Linked DNA regions of Sus scrofa: region 1 is linked to region 2. Evidence: chromatin contacts called from public Hi-C data. All regions are on one chromosome and are shown on one strand. Each heading gives the region's core, a stretch centred on a gene start, on an enhancer-like site or on the middle of the called end of the contact. The rest is flanking DNA. Distances are from core to core; before and after follow the strand shown. Region 1 overlaps ERGIC1 (endoplasmic reticulum-Golgi intermediate compartment protein 1). Region 2 overlaps ERGIC1 (endoplasmic reticulum-Golgi intermediate compartment protein 1).

The links. Hi-C and Micro-C count contacts between places; a contact is called where the count stands out from the background.
Region 1: a Hi-C map of skeletal muscle shows a contact between it and region 2, with 5 times the contacts expected there. The contact joins two enhancer-like sites. A contact is called at or near these places in 9 of 47 Hi-C or Micro-C datasets (blood, embryonic fibroblasts, liver and 3 more) and 2 of 2 datasets of contacts at active chromatin or transcription factors (alveolar macrophages and skeletal muscle).

Annotation. Positions count from the first base shown.
Region 1 is chr16:51,381,577-51,385,247 of Sscrofa11.1, reverse strand. All of the region lies in intron 1 of ERGIC1 (endoplasmic reticulum-Golgi intermediate compartment protein 1), which reads left to right. Among named protein-coding and RNA genes, the nearest start is that of ERGIC1, 20 kb to the left of the region's middle. Within about 2 kb of position 1,322, at least 19 of the 83 cell types and tissues checked have an H3K27ac peak or open chromatin away from gene starts, as enhancers often do. A contact at or near this core is called in alveolar macrophages, liver and skeletal muscle, where this site is marked.
Region 2 is chr16:51,299,690-51,302,983 of Sscrofa11.1, reverse strand. ERGIC1 (endoplasmic reticulum-Golgi intermediate compartment protein 1) reads left to right here. Exons shown (of 10, transcript XM_003134052.6): 8 at 1,548-1,648. Among named protein-coding and RNA genes, the nearest start is that of RPL26L1, 25 kb to the right of the region's middle. Within about 2 kb of position 1,708, at least 28 of the 83 cell types and tissues checked have an H3K27ac peak or open chromatin away from gene starts, as enhancers often do. A contact at or near this core is called in alveolar macrophages, liver and skeletal muscle, where this site is marked.

The DNA of each region.
Region 1 (3,671 bases), core at 73-2,572, 83 kb before region 2:
GCCTGGCCCTGTTGTTTGCTCAGCTGGCCCAGTGACTCCCTTCCTCGGCTTCCTCAGTTTCCTCTGCTGTGAGTGGAGCGAGTAAGTGGTGCCCACCCAGCTCAGACGGTGGTTGTGAAAATTCCCTAACATTCTTAGGGTTCAGGGAATATGGATTTGTTGCAATGATTCCACATAGGATTTGTTACAACAGCAATTTAAGAAATAAAAAAAAAGGTATCTGTGTGTGGAATTGACAGCAGCATCTTCTTTGATGTGGGAGTCTCAGGATGCTGGGATCAAGGCACTTGGCCCCTATTTTAGAGATGAAATGACGGAGGGGGCAGATTGGACTTTGGAACTCCTGTGGGGGCAGGGCGGGCATGGGGGTGACTGCCCTGGGTGGGAACTGCAAAGGGCTGGGGTGTGAGAGGTCACGGCACCCCCTCCCCTCAAGTGGCATTGCTCAGAACACCAGGAAACACTTCCAGGTAGGGATGGTGACACTGATTTCCAGGAGGACAGTTGGGGCCAGAGAGGAAGCACCCAGTTGCCTCCCCGACCTGGTCTGGATCCAGGGATCGTGGCTTCCTATGACCCCCTCACATCTCTGCATGCGACTTGGCTGGGCCAGAGGTTCCACCCAGAGCTTGTTGGCTAGATGGTCTCAGTCTAGCCGGTGCTCTGCTTGCTCATGCGCTCACTCGTTTATGTCACAGTTATCCATTGAGCACCTGCTGTGTGCCATGTGCTCTGCTGGTGCTGGGGTGTGAAGCTGACCACCACAGACATGGTACCTGGTTTCGTGGAGTTTCCATCCCAGCAGAGAAGAGGGACCTTAAAGGATCAAGAGTCGCTGGAGTTCCCGCTGTGGCACAATGGGATCAGCAGCATCACTGGAGCTCTGGGATGTGGGTTTGATCCTGGGCCCGGCACGGTGGGTTAAGGATCGGAATTGCTGCAGCTACCTTGTAGGTCACAACTATGGCTCTGATGTGATCCCTGGCCCGGGAACTCCATACGCTGTGGGGTGGCCAAAAAAGAAAAAAAAAAGAGGTGGGCAAGAAGGTCCAGGTGTCTTTGGGCACATTCTGATCTAACGTGGTGTGGGTTCTGGAGGGGTAGTGCCACCTCGAGGCCTTGTGATGAGCAGACCTGGGCAGATGCCAGGGCGAGGGCTGAGGCCCCTCCAGAGGCAGAGGTGGGCGTGAACTGTCAGCCCTGGCCCACTGGCTGGAGAAGGCATCGGGGCAGTGAGGGGTGACCCTCAGCACAGCAGGAGCAGCTCTGAGCGGGGAACTGGTGGGTTCTTGTGCTCTGGGCAACCTGCAATTCTGTGCTGCTGAGACGGACGTGGGTGCAACCCGGAGGGAGCCAGGCCAGCAGCCACTGGCTCTTGCGTTGTCCAGTCTCTCTGCCAAGAGGCTTCTTTGAGTCACATTTTCCACACAGACTTGATGTTTTGGAAATATTGACCTTCAACTAATGTCACTTATTAAATTGCAAGTCATATCCTATTCAATTCACAAAAAGGACAATGGACTGGTGGCTTAGTTCCCGGCTTGCTGGCAGGAGGGAACTTGACAGCACTTGAGGCCAAAGAAAGACAGGTGCCTTATCGGTGACCATCCCCGCCTTCCACCCCCAGTCCCTATGTCCCCAGGGGGGCGGGCAGTGTGTCTTTTCTGTAAGACTCTGAGGCCAGGCTGGAGAAGCTGTGGCAAGGCCGGAATGCCGAGTCCAGGCTGGGGGGCTTGAGCCTTGATCACGGGAAGCAAAGAAACCTTTTAGAAAGGTGAGGTCATTTCGTACAGGCTGGAGAGGAATTTCGGTGCCTCCTGGGCAACAGCACTTGGCTAGAGAAGGCTAGAGGCTGATGGTACACGAGCCAGGAGTGAACTGGGCGGCTGGGGGCTTCCTGGGGGAGGGACGGGAGTAAGAGTGGGGGTGGGGTCAGGGGACGGGTCAGCCTTCTAGCCCAGGAGCTCTGCACCTGATGGGATTGGGAGGCAGGGGAAGCGGCGTGAGAAAGGGCAGGGGATACAACGGCGGGTGAGGTGGACCTGGTTTGTAGGCCACCCAGAGGGACTTGGCTTGGGGTCTGCTTGTGCAGCAGGCAGTGGGGAGCCATAGTAGGTTCTGGAGCAGGGATGTTGCTTAGGAAGGAGAAAAGGATGAAATAAATGTAAAAATCTCCCTAGGGCATGGACACAGGGGAACTGAAAGCCCATTGGCTTCGGTCAGTATGTTTCCCAGAGATTGTGTGTGTGTGTGGGGGGGTGTCTCCTTGGTAGGATGACTGCTCCTTAATCACACCTTCAGGGAAACAGGAGACAGACTGTGGGACCAACCTCAGGCTGAATCCATGCATAGGAAATGCCTAAACCACATTGCGGGCATACGGGTGGCCGTGGGAATTGTAACCAAGGACCAGGGGCCCTGAAAACCCCATAGCAGGAAATTCACAGATGGGAACTTTACGTATTTATTTGCCTTTTTTTTTTTTTTCCTTTTTTTGCCTTTTTTTTCTAGGGCTGCTCCTGCAGCAAATGGAGGATCCAAGGCTAGGGGTCTAAGTGGAGCTGTTGCTGCCAGCCTCCAGCACAGCCGTAGCAACCCTGTCTTACTTTCTCACAGGGATGTCTGGCGTAAGAGACTTTTCCTCCTTGAGTCTAGAACTAGACAAGTCTGGACTGTTCATTGTGTGCAGCAGTGAACATTCACAGCCCTGATCCCAGCCCTTCCCAGCTGTGGGATCTCAGGCAGATTCTTATCCCCCCTGGGACTCAGTTTCCTTATCTGTAGCAATGGGCCAGTAACCCCACCCCCCAAACCCCCAGCATCACATGAGGCAAGATGAGATGCTATCTATGGATTGTCAGCAAGTGCTCCACCAGGTCACTGACCCCTTCCTCTTGGGTCCCATGAACCCCCAGGACCCCAGGCAGCCCTGACGTATGACCCAGTTCCTTCCCCATGTCCTTGTTTTCTGCCATCCTTTGTAGTTCCTTGAGTGGGGGTAGTAAAACCTGGGTCTCCCGTCTGCTCTCTGCTTTACTTCCCTTTTCACTTCTCCTGCCCTGGGCTGGTTGTTCAAACATTCATTTGTTCATCCATTCACTTACTCATTGTGTACAGGCATTTAGGCTGGTCGTTGTGCTGGGCGCTGGGGGCCCAGTAGTGAATGAGAGGGATATGGCATCTCTTGTCCCGGAGTCTTCATTTTTCTTTTCCAGCAGTTAAATCAAGCACCCAATTAAACTTGTACTATCAGTTGGGAGTTCCCCCCGTGGCTCAGTGGAAATGAATCTGATTAGCATCCATGAGGATGCAGGTTCGATCCCTGGCCTCGCTCAGTGGGTTAAGGATTGGGCGTTGCCGTGAGCTGTGGTGTAGGTCGCAAACGTGGCTCGGATCCTGTGTTGCTGTGGCTCTGGCGTAGGCCAGGGGCTGCAGCTCTGATTCGACCCCTAGCCTGGGAACCTCCATATGCCATGGGTGTGGCCCTAAAAACAGCAATAAATAAATAAATAAACTAACTTGTACTGTCAGTTGCTATGAGGGCTGTGAAGGATAAACACAGGGGGGCCCCTCTAGAGGTTGAGGGAAACCTCGCTGCAGGGACCTGGGGTGGCTGTCTGAAAGATGCTTGCGAGGAGCCCAGGTGGAGGCAGCCGCAAGGGTAAAGGCCC
Region 2 (3,294 bases), core at 459-2,958:
CTGACATCTGAGTACCAGTGGGGCTGAGCTGAGGGATGTTGGGGTCTTCATGGGCTCAGCCCTGGAGTTGCAAGGTTTTCCTGGTTTTGAGGGGAGTTGGGTCTCAAGACAGTTCAGGAAGCACCATCCTTTCCCTGCCAGGATGGAGCATTGGCAGGAATAGGCTGTGAACGTCATTACACCCCGTCCCCTTTTACAGAAGCTGAGTCCAAGGACTTAGGACCGACTTAGCCAGGAGACCGGGATCAGAGCCCACAAGCCTAAATTTCTGGGTCATTTTAGTTGCAGGGTCCTTGAGCTGCCCCTCACAGCCCAGAAGCCCAAGGGAATATCACCTTTCCCAGGATGCTGTTTCGCGGCTCTGGGGCAGCGTTCTATCAGCCCGGTGTCTGATTCCGGTTACTTCATGCTTATCAGAAGCTGATTCATCTGTTCTCCCATTCATGTCTCTGACCAGTCATCCATCTCTCCATTCATTCATTCAATAAGCATTTGCCACTGTCCACTCTGTACCAGGCCCTGCGCAGGGTTCTGGGGACAGAAAGATGAGTAAGGCTGAGTCCCCCACCCCACCCCGCCCCCTGCAGCCTCCCTCATCCAGCAGGGATGGGGTAAGAGTTACAGAGTAATCCCACAGGACCAGTTCAGGGGACAACTGACCTCCCATTAATTGAAAATGAGAAAATGAGGGAAGAAATTAATCAGTTCTTTATCGATGCAGTTTTTCTTTTTCTTTTTTTTTGGTTGGATGGTTGGTTGGTTGGGTTTTTTTGCTTTTTAGGGCTGCACCTGTGCCATATGGAGGTTCCCAGGCTAGGGGTCCAGTTAGAGCTGCAGCTGCCGGCGTATGCCAGAGCCACAGCAATATGGGATCTGAGCCACATCTGTGACCTACACCACAGGCAGCGCCGGATCCTTAACCCATTGATCAAGGCCAGAAATCAAACCTGCAACCTCATGGTTCCTAGTCGGGTTCGTAACCGCTGAGCCACAATAGGAGCTCCCCGGTTTTTCATCTTTAAAACTTGAACCCAGTTTGTTTCGAAAGTAACAGAATTCAAACAGGATAAGAAGGTGCATGAAGAAATATGACATTTATCAAATCCCACGTTCCCTCCCAGATGCTAAAACTGCTAATAGTTTCTTGGGTATCTTTGCAGAAAATTCTTCTGTGTATTCACGCATGTAAAGGAGTGAGTCTTCCCTGCTCCTAATCCAGGGAATCACATTATTCACCCTGGTCTGTAACTTAATTCTTTTCACCAAACAAGTGGTTTCTTCCAGCAGCCCCTCCTCAGCACTTGCCCTATTGATGGACATTTAGGTCGTTTCTAGAATTTAATATTCTATACAGTGCAGGAGTAAAGATACTGACAGATGGAGTCTTTCAAAAAGAAGAGGGGTGGTTTGGTGGCAAAATTATGCAGGCTGAGTCCCTCCCACCCCGTGGCAATGCCAAGCACGTCTAGGGTTGAACTGACGTAGAAAGAGCTGCCAGCCAGGCAGTGCCCACCCCCGTGCTTCATGCTGCTGTGTCCTTCCCTCAGCTCTCGCCTCCCACGACTACATCCTGAAGATCGTGCCCACGGTTTACGAGGACAAGAGTGGCAAGCAACGGTACTCTTACCAATACACGGTGGCCAACAAGGTATGCGGGTGGCAGCTGAGCCCAGCTGCGTGCAATCACGCCCTCTGCTGGCCAAGATCAGAGATGACAAGTGTCTGGCTTGATTTCCTGTGATTTCCCTTTAAGGGACTTTTCCTGGGTGATCTGCCTGGGTAAAGATGGGAGGCCAGTCTCAGAGTTAAGGGGAAGAAATCTAACTGCAAGATAGGGTGTGACATGTTTGAGAAAGAGCAGGCGGGTGGCCTGCCCCAAAGGTCCAGGTGTTGCAAACACCTCCTCGGCCCTACATCTGACCCCAGTCCTCCACACGCAAGACCCTGATTGATTAGCACACAGCAGATGCTCCAGCTCTTGAGGCAACAAGCTCTTTATCCAAAATTGTGAGATTCTCAAATTACACCAGATGGCCGTTTGTAAACAGGTATGTCCCAGGACCCCAACACTCAGTGTCATGGAGAAGCAGACAGGCCTTGGTAGGAAGTAAAGCATAATCGGAGCCAGCAGATTGGGGTGATAGACAGTGGTTTGAAGCTTATCAGTTGAGACACCCCCACGAGGCTGTCTACACCAGGACTCTCATTTTTTATCCTGTCCCAGGACTGCCCAAGTCCATTGTAAGCAATATATTGTTTGACTCTAATAATAATAGTAAGAGTAGAAGCTATCGCTAATGGACTGCTTTGCTGGACATTGTGCTAAGCTCTCTAGGTCCCCATCTTTTTCAGTCATCATGGCAGTTCTGATATTGGGACTGTTACTGCCCCCATTATACGGATTTGGCCACTGAGGCACTGAGAGGTGGCCCCGGAGCTATAAAGTGGCCGGGTGGGGATTGGAACCAGCTTCCCGTCCCGTTCCAGAACCTGGGCTCTTGATCACATCAGCTGCTCAGTCTGAACACAGGGCCTCTGAGTCTGCCAGGCTGGGAGCCCCTTTCTCTCAGGTGACTTGGCACCGTTGTGCTCTGATCCACCTGAGGTTTTGCTTAACAATCCAGGGGAAGTCCTCTTTCTTTTATTCACCATTTCTTGGGGGGCATCTCACTGGACCCCTCAAGTGCTGACAGCAACGAACAGATGTGAGAAGGCAGGTGCAGTCTGAGCAGAAAGAGCGTGGGGCTGTGGAACAAAGTTCTGATTCAAACCCACTCAGTCACTTACCAGCTATGGGACCCGGGACAGGTCACAGAACTGTGCCTCAGTTTACTTGTGCATAAAATGGGGATGGTGCCACCTCCTAAGAGCGCTGTCAAATAAGGCAGTGTCTTTAAAACCACCCACCCCGCAAAGAAGGCTTTGGGTCAATGGTACCTACTGCTGATGCTCCTTTTTATTATTTTTCTCTGTCCCTCAGCTCTGGGCTGTGACCCAGACAGTCACCCTGCCCCATCAGCTCTCCCTGGAGAAAGCTGATCTTATTTTGCCCAAGGCTTCTTCCCCTGAGGCTTTGGCAGTGGCCCAGCGGCCAGAACAGCTTGCTCAGCTCTCTGCGGCCGCAGCCCCAACCTACCTTGAGCCGGGGGGCAGCGTGCCCTTTGGGGCCTGCGGCCGTCCAACCGAGAGGGCGTGTCTAGGGAGAATCTATGGGGCTGGGGCCTTAGCATTTGGTGTTGGGGCTTTATTTACTTATTTATTTTTTGTCTTTTGTCCTTTAGGGCCGCACCTGCG